2 separate regions of the Mus musculus genome follow, and region 2 is linked to region 1. The links are chromatin contacts, called in public HiChIP or PLAC-seq maps. All regions are on one chromosome and are shown on one strand. The core of a region is the stretch at or near the end of the contact, and the rest is flanking DNA. Distances in the headings are between cores, read along the strand shown. Region 1 overlaps Pdpk1 (3-phosphoinositide dependent protein kinase 1). Region 2 holds the start of Atp6v0c (ATPase, H+ transporting, lysosomal V0 subunit C).

Evidence for each region. HiChIP or PLAC-seq counts read pairs in DNA pulled down with a chosen protein or histone mark.
Region 2: an H3K27ac HiChIP or PLAC-seq map of CD8 T cells shows a contact between it and region 1, with 11 times the contacts expected there. The contact joins the promoter of Atp6v0c here to the enhancer-like site in region 1. A contact is called at or near these places in 5 of 39 promoter capture datasets (the C10 cell line, the HPC-7 cell line, cranial neural crest and 2 more), 3 of 15 datasets of contacts at CTCF or cohesin (CD8 T cells, the NIH/3T3 cell line and embryonic stem cells), 4 of 484 Hi-C or Micro-C datasets (the MNK3 cell line and embryonic stem cells), 10 of 115 datasets of contacts at active chromatin or transcription factors (CD8 T cells, the HPC-7 cell line, the SCID.adh cell line and 4 more) and 3 of 9 other capture datasets (adipose tissue, liver and pancreatic islet).

Annotation. Positions count from the first base shown.
Region 1 is chr17:24,123,948-24,131,887 of GRCm38.p6, reverse strand. The region is part of intron 1 of Pdpk1 (3-phosphoinositide dependent protein kinase 1); the gene reads left to right. Among named protein-coding and RNA genes, the nearest start is that of Gm33409, 14 kb to the left of the region's middle. Within about 2 kb of position 4,902, at least 29 of the 459 cell types and tissues checked have an H3K27ac peak or open chromatin away from gene starts, as enhancers often do. A contact at or near this core is called in CD8 T cells, the MNK3 cell line and the SCID.adh cell line, where this site is marked.
Region 2 is chr17:24,165,595-24,173,534 of GRCm38.p6, reverse strand. Atp6v0c (ATPase, H+ transporting, lysosomal V0 subunit C) reads left to right here and starts at 4,085. Exons shown (of 3, transcript NM_009729.4): 1 at 4,085-4,329. The coding sequence starts at 4,251.

The DNA of each region.
Region 1 (7,940 bases), core at 3,653-6,152:
TGATGCATTGCACTTGTCTGCACAGAGGGTTTAGGTCTTGACTTCTTAACTGTGGGAGGAGGTACAGAGGTTGGTGCTACTAGGTCAGCTGCATCCAAGCAGAACTTTGAAGTTATATTAGGGTGCGCGCCCTGGTGGACAGTGCTTGACAGTCCAACTCTTGGGCTGAGAGCGCTGTATATTTTGCCTAAAATGTCAGTCCAAACTTTGTCCCCATAGAGCTTGAATGATGGGCATGCTCACACCAGTCTCTGTTGTTTCCCTCCTCAAAGAGTGGCCTGGATCTGTAGAGCCACAGCCAAGAAAGCTAGATCTGGTAACTAAATTCTGAGCCACTAGATAACATGATAGTTTTAGTACCTTTGTGTCATCTTGATTGTTGTGGTTGGTTTGTTTTTGGCTTTGTTTTCCTTCATGCCTCAGGAACTACCTAACCCTTGAAACAATTTCAAACCTATTCTTTACTTTGTACACTAAAGTCCTCCCTATGAAGTTCTGACCAGCAAATATTAGATAAAAGGTTAGTTGAATTTAGTGCTGAGCACCAGTATTGTGAGCTGAAGCTGTTGCCTTAGTAGTTGAGCTGTAGCTGAATCATTGTCCTCACACATCTGCATCCCCAGTTCCTGTAGAAGAGCCTCAGAGATACCAGTCTAATTTCTGTATTCCCATAGAAAGGCTACTTCCCTTAAGATCCTTAGGATTGGCTTACTGTGTCTCCCCTGAAGTTTAATAAGATACTACTACCTTCCTTAGTACTATAGGGCTTACTTTGGTCTCTGCTACTCTGGGCAAGGTTCAAAAAAATCTCTTCACTGGGCTTGGCTTGGCTATAATTTCCAGGATGAGTTCTTTGGTGCTCAGAGGAGTAGTTTGCTCTATGGATTGGGGCAGTCACTAACAGAACCACAGTTATATTCCCAGTCCTTCTATTGTTGTTGGTCCTAGTGGTGGTTGTGTTCCTAGCACTTATTTCAGAGTATCCCACTTTAGTTGGTGCCTATCCTGTGTGCCCATGCATGATATGCAGTGAGTTGATGTTGAAAGCCCCCATCATCCTAGGCAGAAGACAGGCTATGTCAGATGTCAGAGCTAGCATGTCAACACTGGTTGTTGTGCAGTACCATCACATGGACTTTTCCTTTGGATACTGATGGGAGTGGGACCACCTTGGGAGAATTGCCTGTTCAGCCTTTTCTAAGGAAGGCTTGCTCTGCAGAACCACTACAGATTCTAGGGAAGTTGGAATCTTAGAAACATGATACCTGTTCATACCTGACCTGACTACTGTTTTCTGATTCCCACAATGGAGTGTGGGTACTTAGGCACTCCAAATGGACTGTGACTTATTTTGGACCCAGATAGAAAAAAATTTATTGCTTCTTCTGTGCACAGTTGCAGAAATTCACAGCATTTACTGCATGTTTTTTCTATTATCAACTAATTTTTTTCTTGGTACAGTCTGACATTTTTTAATGTGTTTTTCATTGGTCCATATTACAGTCTTTACTGATTATATGTACATAGCTGATTATTATCAGATACACAATTTTAAAAATGTGTATCTAATTATAGATTTTATTTATATGGATTCCTTTTATTTTTAGTTCAGAAAGAAAGAAAGCTAGCCTGCTTGCCTCATGATCTAAGTGGTGCTGTTTGTTTTGTTTGAAGGCATAGCCTATCCTGTGCAGCTGCTATTGGCACTGAGTACTATGTTGGGATCAGAGGGGTAGGGGAGGTGCCTGGTGGATAGTTTTAAAGAAGTGATCATAAACAAAATGGAATCCATGCTCCTGGCCTGAAAAAACTCTTGGGTGAGAAACATTTCTGTTTAGGAGACAGCTTGCATGGTTTGTTTCCCATGAGGCCAGCTAACCACTGACTGCCTCATGGCCTGAAGGAAAAGGTCAACAGTCTGGCATTTCAGGTGGTTTATTACTGGCAAGAATGGTGCTCTGTCAGAAAGATTCAGCCTTCTTGGAGCTACTCTAGAAGGTCTGCTGAAAAGACCTAGTCCTCAAGGTCGCCCAGTGGGTAGGCAGGGACAGTTCAAGGAAGAGAGGGGAGGACAATCTGGTTTGTATAAGCTGGGGCATGGCCAAGAGTGTAGGAAGTTTCTAATTGGAAGGCTAAGAAGGCCAGGTGGTCCTTACTTGTTACTTAGCTTGTTTGCATAGAGACTTGGTTTATTTGAGATTCAAGCCCAAGAAATTGGTAATGTTAAGAAATTCAGCCGGGTGTGGTGGCGCACGCCTTTTATCCCAGCACTTGGGAGGCAGAGGCAAGTGGATTTCTGAGTTCAAGGCCAGCCTGGTCTACAACAAGTGAGTTCCAGGACAGCCAGGGCTACACAGAGAAACCCTGTCTCGAAAAACCAAAAAAAAAAAAAAAAAAAAAAAAAAAAATTCATGCCAAGCATGGTGATATACGCACACCTTTAAGTTCCAGCACTCAGGAGGCAGAGGCAGAAATCTTGTGAATTCAAGGCCAGTCTGGTGGTCTGTCTACAAAGTGAGTTCCAGGACAGGAACTGTTACACAGAGAAACCCTGTCAAAAAATGAATGAACAAACAAACAAAAACCAACAAAACACAAAAGAAAAGAAAAAAAAGAAATTCATACTGGAACAGGAGAGATGGTTTAGCAGTTTAGTACTTTTCTGAAGGACCCAAGTTCAGTTTTTGGCATAGGCATACATGCAAGCCAAACACACACACACACACACACACACACACACACACACACACACACACACAAATAAATAAAAATAAAGTGAGAAAAAAATTCATACCAAGCCTTTAATCCCACATCTCTGGAGGTAGGAGGATCATGAGTTGGAGTCTAGCCTGGGCTATATAGATTCCCTACCCTCCCACCAAATAAAACTAAACCAAACTTACACTAAACCCTTTCTTTCTATTTCAGATTATTTTCTTTCAGTAATCCTATATTCAAATATTTATTGAATATTGACCCAAAGTGTTTACAAGTTCTATAAGTTTATGCAAAACTAGCATGATAGTTACCTCACAAAAATCATTAGTATTATTTGAATTTTAAATTACATTTATTTATTTTGTACATGTGTGTTTGATTTCTCAAACATGTTAATGTGGAAAGAGAGGACAGATTCTACCAAGTTGTCCTTTGATCCTATATAAATAGAAATTATATGTAGAGCTGAGCACTGGTGTTCATGTCTTTAATCCAAGCAGGGAGACAGGTACATAGATTTCTGTAGGTTCAAGGACAGCTGATCTATACATACCTATTTCCAGGACATTCAGGGTTACAGAGAGACCCTGTCTCAAAAACTAAATGAATAAACTTTATTTTGAAATACTTAGTTACAATAAACACTTGACTCAGCTTGCCTGGTTGTGGATACCTTTCAAAACCAGGTTGTTAGCATAGGACAGCACTACTGGAGGAACTTAAGACATATTTGGGACTTCTGTACTTCTCCCTAGAATGCTATGTTGCGTTTAGCTGTCAATGCCTCTTGCATCCCTCTGATCCTGTGACTTTTCTTATTTTTCATGATTTTTTATTTTTTGTGGGAGAGAATACTGGTTAAATATTTTATAGAATGCCCCATGATTTAGATTTGTCTGATGTTTTTTTTTTAAGGTTTATTTGTTTGTTTATATGAGTGCTTTGTCTACATGTATGCCTGCAGACATATATCTTCTGATGTCAGAAAAGGGCATCAGAATCCACTGTAGATGGTCATAATTCACCATGAGTCACCATGTGGTTGTTTGGAACTGAACTCAGGACTCCAGAAGAGCAGAACAACCAATGCTGTTAAACACTGAGCCAGCTTTCCAGTCCAGTCTGATGTCTTCTTTTTTCTTTTCTTTTTTCTTTTTTTAAAAAATTATTTATTTAATATATATGAGTGTTCTATCTTCATGTACACCTGCATGCTAGAAGAGGGCATCTGATTACATTTATAGATAGATGTAAGCCACTATGTGTTTGCTGGGAATTGAACTCAGATCCTCTGGAAGAGCAGCCACTGCTCTTAACCTCTGAGTCATCTCCAGCCCCCATCTGATGTTTTCAGTGTGATGGTTATAAGGAACCCTATCGAATCAAGATGCCTCCTGCATCCTGTTGTAGTTCATGATACCTGCATGACTCATCATTCATGATGTTAGATGAAGTTCATTGTACTTTACTAAAATTAAGCCTGTGGTCCATGATGCTTTCAATGTGTGTCATGTAATGTAGTTTGTTTGTTTGTTTGTTTGTTTGTTTTGGAAGGGACTTTCCTGCTTATCCAGTCAAATCCTTCTAGATGAAAGATACTGGAGATTTGTAGAGTTCCTGACTGGTAGAGGTTGGAGCTGGCCTATAATACAGACTCTCCAGACAGTCACTATCTACAGGCTTAAACACCTCTAGGATCCATCCAAATAGTGGACTCCTTCTTGACAGGACTTGTTTCTCTTAAAAAAATTTTTTTTTTTTTTAAAGTTGGGCATGGTAGCATACACTTTTAGTCCCCAGCACTCTGGAGGCAGAGGCAGGCCTTGAGTTTGAGGCCAGCTTAGTCTAAATAGTGAGTTCCAGGACAGCCAGGGCTATGAAGAGAGGTCTTGTTTTGTTTTTTGTTTTGTTTTGTTTTTAAATCAAACAATAACAAACTAAGGTTTAAGTTACTTGTATGTATTTATTTTACTTATGTGGGTATGGGCGTGTGCACAGTACATGTGAAGGTCAGAGGACAACTTCCGGGAGTCATTTCTTTCCTTCTACCAGATGTGTCCCAGGAACTGAAGTCAATTGAAAGGAAAAGTTAAAGTGCCTTTGCCTGCTGACCCACCTTACTAGTCTGAGACTGTTTTTGTTTAAATCAGGGCTAGACCCCTGTTTCCTACTGCATTTGGAGATGGTGCTTTGTATCATCCTTCTGCACACGGCAAGCAACACTTGCTGCTTTCTCAGCAGGGAGTCTGTCTTGGTTTTTGTGATCTTTGTGGTTAGCTTTGAAACCTCAAATTTGTTTTCAGGTAAAACTACTGTACCATTTATTGTATGACCTTTGCCTTGAGTCACATACAAATGTGAGGGCTGTTTGAGGCTTTTAATTAAAAATATGTATTTCTAAAGACAATTTTGCTAAGTAGAGCAGGTTAACTTAGACTCACTATTGTAGTCCAAGCTGGTTGTGAGCTTAAGATCCTTCTTCCGTTTCTGAGTTCATGTGACACCATGTCCAACTTAAATGTTTGTTTTCAGACTTGATCTTTTTATTTTGTCCATGTTTTCCTTAAACTCACAGTTGTGCTGCCTCAGCTTTCCAGTAGCTGTAATTACAACACATGCCACTATGTCAGCCTCTTTGTAGTTTTTTTTTAGATTGAACCAAGACTGGAATTTCTTCAGGTACAAAACTTGGAAGACAGCAGGCATATCAGACAAGTCAGGGCTTTGGCTTGTTTGTCTCAGTCTACAGCAATGGCTCACAACCTTCCTAATGCTGTGACTCTAGTCTGTTCCTCATGTTGTGGTGACCCCAACCATAAAATTATTTCCATTGCTACTTTACAACTGTAATTTTGCTACTGTTGTGACTTGTTTTATAAATATTTGATATGCAAGATATCTGATATGTGAACCCTGTAAAAGGGTCATTTGACCCCCAAAAGGCTTATGACCCACAGATTGAAGTGATTAGTAGATAGTAGAAAGGTAGAAATGAAGGGTTGGGGTGATGGCTCAGTCAGGAAAGTACCTGTCACTTTAGCATAAGGACTTGAGTTCTGAACCCTTGCATCCATGTAAATGCCAGGTAAGCACCTGTGACCCCAGTGCTGGGTAGCTGGAGACAGGCCAATACCTGTAGCTCATTGTCAGCCCGCCCACTCAGTTGTTGACCTCCAGGTTTAGTGGAAAAACTGTCTCAAAAAATGCTGTTGAGAAGTGATTGAGGAAGACACCGGATGACAACCTCTGACTTCGTGTATCCCCACATGCATCCATATTTACACACAACACACATAAAGGTAGGGTGGATAAGAAGATAAGATAGACCAGCACTGCATATAATGGGGAGGTACTTTGAGGAAAGGGTGACATTATTTTCTGGATGCTGATAACTGGGATCTTCACCAACAGTGGCTGATAGGCAGAGAGGGTCAGAGGACCTCTGGTTTGTTGAAACCTGTGGTTAGGTACTTAGAATTAGCTGCAAGAATGTGGAATCCCAGGCTGTCCTTTTATTCCTTTTTCTGGTGACAGCAATTCTAAATTGGTAGAGGTGTGTGTGTCATACTTGTATAGAAAGATCTACAAATGTTTCTGTGCATGTTGAGAATGTTTTGAAATTCTCCTCTGGACTTAGCCATGCATAGTGACACTGTTTTGCTTGGTTATTGATTTCAGTGAGAACCTCTTTATCCAGAAGGTGGAGCCCAGCAGGAAGATGGTTAGGGATAAAAACTGAGCTCTTGATTGATTCTGCTAGAGGGGATTCCTGTCCAATGGCCTTCACCCACTTGGTTGAATAGTATTTTGGGGACTGGTTTTGTTATTCTCCTATTTTTTAAAAGATTTATTTATTATTTATATGTAAGTACACTGTATCTGTCTTCAGACACACCAGTAGAGGGCATCAGATGTCATTATAGATGGTTGTAAGCCACCATGTGGTTGCTGGAATTTGAACTCAGGACCTTCATAAGAACAGTCAGTGCTCTTAACCACTGAGCCATCTCTCCAGCCCCATTATTCTCCTATTTTAAGCACAGAATAGCTTCTAAGTAAAAATAAAAGTTTGACTCAATCCAGCATTTTCCTTTTAGGGTCTTTCAAATGTAATAGTCATAGTAGTATGGTTGTACATGTATACATGGGAAATGCTGGGTAAACACAGTGTCTTCAGGGCTCTGGAACTTTATGATAGACCTTGTTTAGGTCCCAAAGAATCTTGCACCTTGCTTGGAGAGATGCTGTTGATGGTAATGGATAATCCATACCTTCTGGGATAGAATTGAAGAACACTAGGAGGGGAGGGTATAGTGAGTCAATGTGAGTGGATAGAAGCAGTCTAACTGCAGCAGTGATATGGCTGGAGGAGCTGAGAGACCTTAGCTCGTCAGATCATAGACTACCTTGTTGAATAAGGCTGGGACACTAGGGGAATGCCTGCCTGCGCGCGCATGAGCGAGAGAGAGAGAGAGAGAGAGAGAGAGAGAGAGAGAGAGAGAGAGAGAGAGTGTGTGTGTGTGTGTGTGCACTCTCACACATCCCGACACACACACACTTTGAAGCCTTGCAGGAAGGTTCTTTCTGCATAACAAATATTCATATGTTCATCTTAGCATTTGACTTGGAGTCCTGCAGGCCAAGGTTCTTGAAAGGAACTAGGGCTAAAGCTGGAGGCTGATTACAAAGTGCCAGGGGCAGATCTCTTGTCTGGAAGGGAAGTACACTGTGCCTTGCAGGCCCTGAAACAACATTCTGATTCTCCAACTAGATTGTGGTGAGAGACATTTGTTGAATGAATTTAATTCCCAAGGAAAGATTCATGTTTAAGTGGCGGATAATATGATTTCAGATTAGAAACACAGTTATTCTTAGTTGTCAACTTCAATGAGAGTTAATTAATTTTAGCAAAGGAAAAGCAAGAACCTGTTGCTATTATTGTTTTCTGGTTAAGAATAGGTTGCACTTAGTAAAGCTTCTAAATAGATGTTCTAAATTTTACCCAAGATATTTTGACGGTGAAATGGGATTTTTGTAAAAGTTTATTTTATTTATTTTATGTGTATGACTGTTCTCATGTGTGTATGTGTACCACATGTATGCCTGTTGCCTACAGAGGCCAGATGAGGGTTTTGGATTCCCTGGAACTGATGTTACAAATGATTATGAGGCACCATGTCCATGTTAGGAACTGAATGTGGATTTTGTGTAAGAGCAAATGC
Region 2 (7,940 bases), core at 2,836-5,335, 42 kb before region 1:
TTTTTGCTAGAAGGAAGGGTTTCTCTGTCTCTAGAACCATTGCCTTGTAAATATGTATCTAGTGTCTCTCTTGTGGTCTGATACATAGAAACAGTGTAGATTTGCAAACCATGTGATATTCAAACTTATCGAGGAGCCCAAGCAGAGCAAGACAGATTCTGTGTTTATTGGACTTTATTAGTTTTTATTTTATTTTAGACAAGGTCTCCATATGTAGCTTTGGCTCTCCTGGAACTTGCAATGTAGACCAGGCTGACCTTGAACTCCTAGAGATCCTTTTACTTCTGAGTCCTGAGTGCTAAGGCTAAAGAGTGTGCCACCACGAGCAGCAGGGGTTTTTATTTCTGTGGGTGATCACCTGCACATATGCCCGTGTGCCATGGGACCAGAGGATGGCGTTAGACTCCCTATAACAAGTTACAAGACAGCCATGAGCTGTCATATGGATACTGGGACTAAAACCCAGGTCTTCTTCAAGGGCAGCAAGTGCTCTTAACCGTTGAGCCTTCTCTCCAGCCCTCCCTGTTGTTATTTCTTTGATCCGTAGTCTATAGGTATTTATTTCTGGTGCTAAGAATTAAATCCAGGACCCTATGCACGCTGCTAAACACACACTCTACAGTGCCACCCTTATGTCTGTATAGCCCAGGCTAGCCTCAAGATTTCCCATCCTGTTCAGCCTCTTAAACACTGGGATTACAGATGTCCACTGCCATACATGGCTCAACTAGTTTTTAGTTTAATTTTTTTTTTTTTTAAAGAACAAGCTGCCGCCGGGCAGTGGTGGTGCATGCCTTTAATCCCAGCACTTGGGAGGCAGAGGCAGGTGGATTTCTGAGTTCGAGGCCAGCCTGGTCTACAAAGTGAGTTCCAGGACAGCCAGGGCTACACAGAGAAACCCTGTCTTGAAAAACCAAAAAAAAAAAAAGAACAAGCTGCCTTTGATCATGTTCCATTTTTCAGAATAGTACCGTTACCTATGCTATTTAATGTTTCCACCAGCCATGTCTGGGCCACACGTGGTTCTATCTCACCCAGGTTCCTCTCTCTCCACCCCCATGCCTTTGTGGTGGGTTGGAAGGAGGCTGCTGCAGGGCTTTTCCTGGGTCACACGGTTCTTGATGTTCCTGTAAAGGCTACTGCTTCTCCCTCCCTGTCTACTTCCCTTCCCCCTCCCCTTGTTCCTCCCATTTTTTCTCTTTTCTTTTGTCTCACCCCCTTTTTTTTTGTTGTTGTTGTTTGGAGACAGTACAATGTAGCCCAGGTTGGCCTCGAACTTAACAGTCTTTCTGCCTCAGAGCCCATGGTGCTGAGGTGACAGCTGTGTACTCTCAAGCCTGGTCTTTCCTTCTTGGGAATAGCTTCCCTGGTCTTTCCAGTTTACGGCTGTTTGGGATGTTAAGAAGTGTCTGAACTTCTCTGCCTCCTCTCTAGGACCTTTGGAAAGTGCCATCGGCTGTTTAAGGAGCCCAGCTTCCATCTCTGTCCCTTTCCTTATGGGTCTCTGATGTGCATTTCCAAGCCCCTCCCTCTCTGTGTCTGGAAATCCCCACTGACAGTGACAGGCCAGAACTCATGACCTATGATTTCATGCCAAGGGGGAAGTAACAGTAAAGGAGAAGGCAGGGATGCACTCTTGTGGTTTCTTTCCTAGAGTCCACTCAGAGTAGAGGCCCTGCACAGTGCCTGGAAGATCTGGGTGGGAGGTTTGAAATGGAACGAAGTGAGAGATGGTGGCTCACCTGGTAGTTCAGCCACTAGCGCGGGCCCTAGACCAGAATTGTAATTCCTTCATTTGTTAGCTGGTGACTGGAGGAAGGCTCTTAGTCTTCCTAGGTTTGTCTCACTAACCAGTGACTAAGAGTAGGCATGACAATAACCTCAAATGCCTCAGCATAGGCCCTGACATATAGTTAGGTGCTTAGCTCTGTTACTAGGGTGGCCAGATCTGGGCACCCTACTGGATGTCTGAAAAAAAAAAAAAGTCACAACAACCTTCGATGCAAGGGCCAGAGGGGGACACTTAGGGGAGGGAGAGGAGAAACATGGGGGATGTCAGGAGGACTTCCTGTGGGAAAATGGGTTCTGAGTAGTAAGTAAGGAGACCTGGGAACTGGTGCTGGAGGATAGCAGACAGCAAAGGGAAGCGCACCAAGAAGGACCTACCTAGCACATGATTAAGCAGCAAAGAATTGTGGGATATTAAGTGCTGAATAGAAAACAAACCAAGGGCCGGGCATGGTAATCCCAGCACTTGGGAGGCAGAGGCAGGCGGATTTCTGAGTTCCAGGCGAGCCTGGTCTACACACAGAAACCCTGTCTCGAAAAACCAAAAACCAAAACCACCACCACCACCACCAACAACAACAACAAAAAACCCATGGGGACTAAAGCAAGGTTCTGTGGTTAAGAACACTCACTGCTCTTGTAGAGGACTTCTGTCCAATTCCCAGCACCTACCTGGCATCTCACAGGCATTACTAACTCTAGCTCTAGGGGATCTGACGAGCTCTTCTGACTTCTTCAGGCTCTAGGCACACAGGAGAAAGAGAGGGGGAGAGGGAGGAAGCACTGGAGATAGCAGTACCGAGGCCCTGTGTGCTGGCTTAGAAAGGAAGTGTGACCTTGGCAAGGGCAAGGAGTTGGAGAGAGACAGGGTGAAGGCGTGGGGGCAAGAGTGAAGATTCCTCTTTTCAAAAGTCAGAATGGAGCAAGAGAGGGTGGAGGAAGGGCTAAAGCTGCTCTCAGTAACGTCCTCTCTGAAACAAGACAAAGGCTCTTCTACGGGCCAGTTTAAAGGGTGGTAGACTGGATTCAGCCAAGGTGGGAAGGGGACACAGGGAGTTTTCTGCTGTGAAATGTAGGACTGAGAAGGTAGCAGGATGGGAAGGTGTCTCTATTGCCTGCATGGAGAAGTTGAGGTATTAGCATTGAGACCACTTGGAGAACCCACTGGTCTTAGAATGTGACCTTGAGTTTCAAGGGAGGTCTAGGCTAGGTCGTGGCTGCTCAGGAGGGAAGGGTAAAGGAAACTAGGCAGCCTGAGTTGATAGGTAGAAGGAAGGCAGGCAGCTGGGGTGCGTAAGCTGCTACAAGGGTATCTGGAGGGCAGAGGTAGCCTTAGCCACTCCATTGCTGGGGAAACCAGTCCTCCATCAGTGGTCTAGAAAGGAGGCCTGGCACAGGTAGGCCTTGCATGGGTGCTAGAAGGGCAATCAGGTCTTTCTGAGACTTTCAGAAATCTGGGTTACCTTTCACAGGTGTCAATGCTGAAAGCCCATCAAGCAGGGTGCTTTTAACCCCCTGCACTCAAGAGGCAGACAAGACGGAACTGGTCTACATGGCAAATTCCAGCTTAACCAGAACTTCACAGTGAAACCCCGTTTCAAAAATAAAGTAGAAAAATAAATAGAAAAACAGCCATGCCTACGTCTTTGTGGGCAGACAGCTATACAAGAGGGGGTCAGGTGAGGGACCCACAACCACCACCGGAATTAAAGGGAATACGGTGGGCCTGAATCTGCAGGAGCCTAGGTATGGAAGAAGGTGACTACAGAACACCTAGGGCTGTTGCACTTTAAAGCCCGGAGAGGTGGGGCGTGGTATTCCTGGGGGTTGGCGGAGACAGCGAAGCCCAACACGAGGGATTTCTTCTGTTATAAGTTCTGTAGTGCTGCTAGATGTCACTACTTTAACCTGAGTCTTATGCAGCAGGAGTGCCTGAGGTCCGTGAGCAGTGAACACAGGGAAAACGAACACGGGTACTCGAACACCGGTGAGTTCTGCGCAGCCGCAGTGAAGGTGGGCTAGCGTTCGCTCCACCCTGTATGCTAATATGAGCGCTACGGCTCCGCCCCGGGGGACCGATGATCCCAAAACCCGTAGGGTTCGAGAAGACGACTGCGTGGAGCCGCGGGCCAGCGAAGACCCAGGCAAGGCTGAGCGTTGGGCCCCGGGCCCCGAGGACTGGTGCCAGGGCCCATAAATTGTCCAAGGGCTGCCGGCGAGCCTGGAGCCTCGCTCCCCCACCGGCGCAAAGTGGTACAGCCCGTGGGGGCGGGGACAGATCATGTGACGCGAGCGCGGCCGCCATCTTGCTTTGCGGTGCTGGTATTTAGAGCGCAGCGCCTGACTGGCGGGGTCGCCTTCCCATCCGCTGCCTCGACGATCTTCGCTTGCCTCCTCGCTCGCTGTCCCGTTGTCCTAGCTCGCCGCCGCCCGCTGAGCTTGTCTTTTCCCTGCTTGCAGACATGGCTGACATCAAGAACAACCCCGAATATTCTTCGTTTTTCGGTGTCATGGGCGCCTCGTCCGCCATGGTCTTCAGCGGTGAGCATCGCTGCAGGAGGAGCAGGGGATGCCGAAGCGATGCGGGACTCTAGACCGCTGCTCACTGGGGGTTGGGCGTGACGTCACTCTGACGTCATTCCCAGCTATGTGGGTGTCGGGCCTTACGGGCGCAGGTTTGGGGGGGTGGTGGGGACTGATGGATTTGTGGAGCACGGGGCTTGATCCGGCTGCGGGTCTTATCAGCCCGCCTCCTGTGCCTCGCTTCTGTGGGGGTGGGGCGGCAGTGTGGCTGCCATCTTAGTCCTGGGAAGTAGGAATGAGGGTGGGGTGGGGGGCGCGGGGGGCGGCGCGCGATGCTGTGCCCCCTCGCATTCTGCAGGCAGGTGTGACATCACATCTTGAAAGGCGCCAGTCCGTAGGCGGGGGCAGGCCCAGGACGGGAGTCCCTGGCCTCTTGGCTGGAGGGAGCCTGGGTCCCCGCTAAGGTTCACAAGCCCTGCTTTTATGGCGGCCCAGCTGCCCGGGGTCAGGTGGGTCTCTACCCTGGGTGAGGCAGGTGTTTCCGGTTGAGGCTTGTCTCGGTTTCCCAATAGTTCAGTCATCGGTGTGGGTTGGTTAGGAAAACTGGACTGAGGGGTTGGTCCTGGGAACCTGCAAGGACTCCGGTTAGAGCTTATGGAAGTGGGTTTGGCCTAGGTAGGAGCACTTTAGTGGATGGCTGCTGGGGATCTGGGCTTTGAGGTGGGTGGGAGGGCGGCATTAGAGTGCCTGCATTTACACGATTACATCTTTGATCTTCAGCCCTGGACCTAATGAATGGATGAGTGAATGAATGACCTTCCTCTTCTAGGGGGGTGAGGGGCTGGAACTGGGCGACGCTTCCGTGCCCAGAAAAGGAAAAGCCTAGCAAGGTTCTTGATGGCATCTTGCTTTTGAAGTTGGGCCTTGACAATTCTTCAGTGTCAAATTTTAGTGAAAATTGGCCTTCCTGGGAGAAAAGCTTTGGGCCAGACCCAAGAATGTGGGATTGAGGGAGGTAAGTCACAGCCCCTGGCCGGGGACTGGTCTGGCCTGGGCCTCCCCTGGAAGGTCTGGTCTTTGGCTTAACTGACCTCGCCCTGCCCCACCCTACCTGGCAAATGGAGAGGCTGGTTCTCTGTGCAGGTACTTGGTGAGTTTGGACTCCAAACAGTGTCTGTTGACTGTAAACACCTGTAGGGTGCAGATTGGGGTAGAGGGTTGTCTGTCAGTGGTGACCTCCCCTGCCTGGACCTGTCAGGTGCTGCTGAGAGAGCCCTGCTGTACCCACAGCATTAGAGTAAGTGGTCATTTGTGGTGGGAGATGTGGCCTGGACTTCTCCTTCCCTCCTCTCCCACCACGACTCTTCTCCCCACACTTCAGGTCTCCTTAGAGAAAGCTGCCAAGCATGTTTTTCTGCTCTTTGCACCCAGAATAATGTGTCCATAGGTTCCCCTGTTTTAGCCACCTATGATTAATTTTTGTCACTCATTCATAAATTAATCCAGCAAATCTTTCTTGAGTCCATACTGTTTCCCAGATAGTGGAGGAGTCTCAGGGAACACAGCAATATATCCCTGACCATGTGGGTGTCATGCTCTGGTTGTCACGATGGCTCCTGCAACTCCAAATTTCTCCACAGTTCTTTTTCTGCACCCAGCTTCTAGGATCTCTTGTATGAAGACCTTGCATGTGCTAAAGCTGGCCAACAGGTGTGTCTGCACTATTGCAAGCTGACCTCGGCTTTCCTTGTCTGATCCTTCACACCAGCGTCTCACAGTCCTGTGGGGGTTAGCCTCTTACTTGTCCAGCTGAATCACCTTCTGACTTCTTTTTTTTCCTTTTAGGCATGCTATTCTGTACAATGTCTTGTCCTCCCATTACGTAAAGAAATCCTTCCAGCCTCTGATGTTGCTGCTGGGAGAATTCCAAGCTTCGTCTCAGTGACTGACCCTTGGTCTCCCTTGGACTTAACTAACCAAGTTTTCAGACCATTGTTCTTTAACGCATCCTTGAGGCCTCCGTTTCATGCTAACAATCTAACTTCCCTTTTTTTCCCTTATGACAAATATCCTGTTCTTTCCTCATCATGTTCTCCATGAAACTGCCAGTTACTTCTTTTCTGTATTTTCTGTGACTTCCTCCCTGTATTTGTTGATTTCCTGGAAGTGCCTCCAGACCATGCTGTATTAAATTAGCATTCTCAGCAGGTCTCCCTTCTGCAGCCTATCATGCTTGCTCTTCTGGGTAGCTGCTACTGTCTGGGCCTGGGCTAAATTTTTTTCCTCCTTTTGCCCTGATCTCCGACAGTGTCCCTGTTTTCCATCCTCTATCTTCTTGTCACCCATCCTCAGCTCCATGATCTATACTTTGGGGAAGGACCTGACTCACTCACCTTTCTTGGAGTATCACCTTTTGGGGTACAGAGTTGTGTTGAGATCTCACCTTTAAAGTACTGCACGGCAACCTGTATTCTTGGTGTTTTCAAGCATGCCTCAGAAGTGTGAGCCCTTGGAACACACACTTTCTGTACTACGTGATACAGCTCAGCATGGACTTGGCTTTCAGTAGGGCCCAAGAAATGCACTGTGACCAGAATGGCTCCAGGAACTATCTCTTGAAGTGGACTCAGGGATTGAAGATGCAGATCTTTGTTGGACAGTGTCTGGGCCTCTAAGAATCTGTAGAAAAGACAAGCTGTCTGTTCTGCCTCCAGTTGATCTCCCCTAGTCCTCCAGTTGATCTCCCCGAGTCCTCCAGTTGATCTCCCCGAGTCCTCCAGTTGATCTCCCCTAGTCCTCCAGTTGATCTCCCCTAGTCCTCCAGTTGATCTCCCCGAGTCCTCCAGTTGATCTCCCCGAGTCCTCCAGCTGATCTCCCCTAGTCCTCCAGTTGATCTCCCCTAGTCCTCCAGTTGATCTCCCCGAGTCCTCCAGTTGATCTCCCCTAGTCCTCCAGTTGATCTCCCCGAGTCCTCCAGTTGATCTCCCCGAGTCCTCCAGTTGATCTCCCCGAGTCCTCCAGTTGATCTCCCCGAGTCCTCCAGTTGATCTCCCCGAGTCCTCCAGTTGATCTCCCCGAGTCCTCCAGTTGATCTCCCCTAGTCCTCCAGTTGATCTCCCCTAGTCCTCCAGTTGATCTCCCCTAGTCCTCCAGTTGATCTCCCCTAGTCCTCCAGTTGATCTCCCCTAGTCCTCCAGCTGATCTCCCCTAGTCCTCCAGTTGATCTCCCCGAGTCCTCCAGTTGATCTCCCCTAGTCCTCCAGTTGATCTCCCCTAGTCCTGTCGTGCATGGGTCTGAATGTGCTGTCAGGAACCTTGCCCTTTGGTTTGCCTCTGCTGCTCACTTTACCACCTTCCCGTATACTTGGTTGGTTTCTGTGATCTGTTTTTAGACCCTCCTCCCCTCACCATAGCTCCCCTAGGCCTTTTCTCTTTCCTTGCTGAATATGTTGTTGTGTTGGGTCACTGTCTTCTTGCTGTTCCTGAGCTCTGAGAAGGCAGAGGTCTCTGACTCTTTCCCTACTCAGTGATGGGCACACAGTAGACATCTTGTGGTTCCGTGAGATCCATAAGTCATATAGAGGAGGGGCTGGAGCTGTTCATGTCTCTTTTACCTCTGGCCCATGTT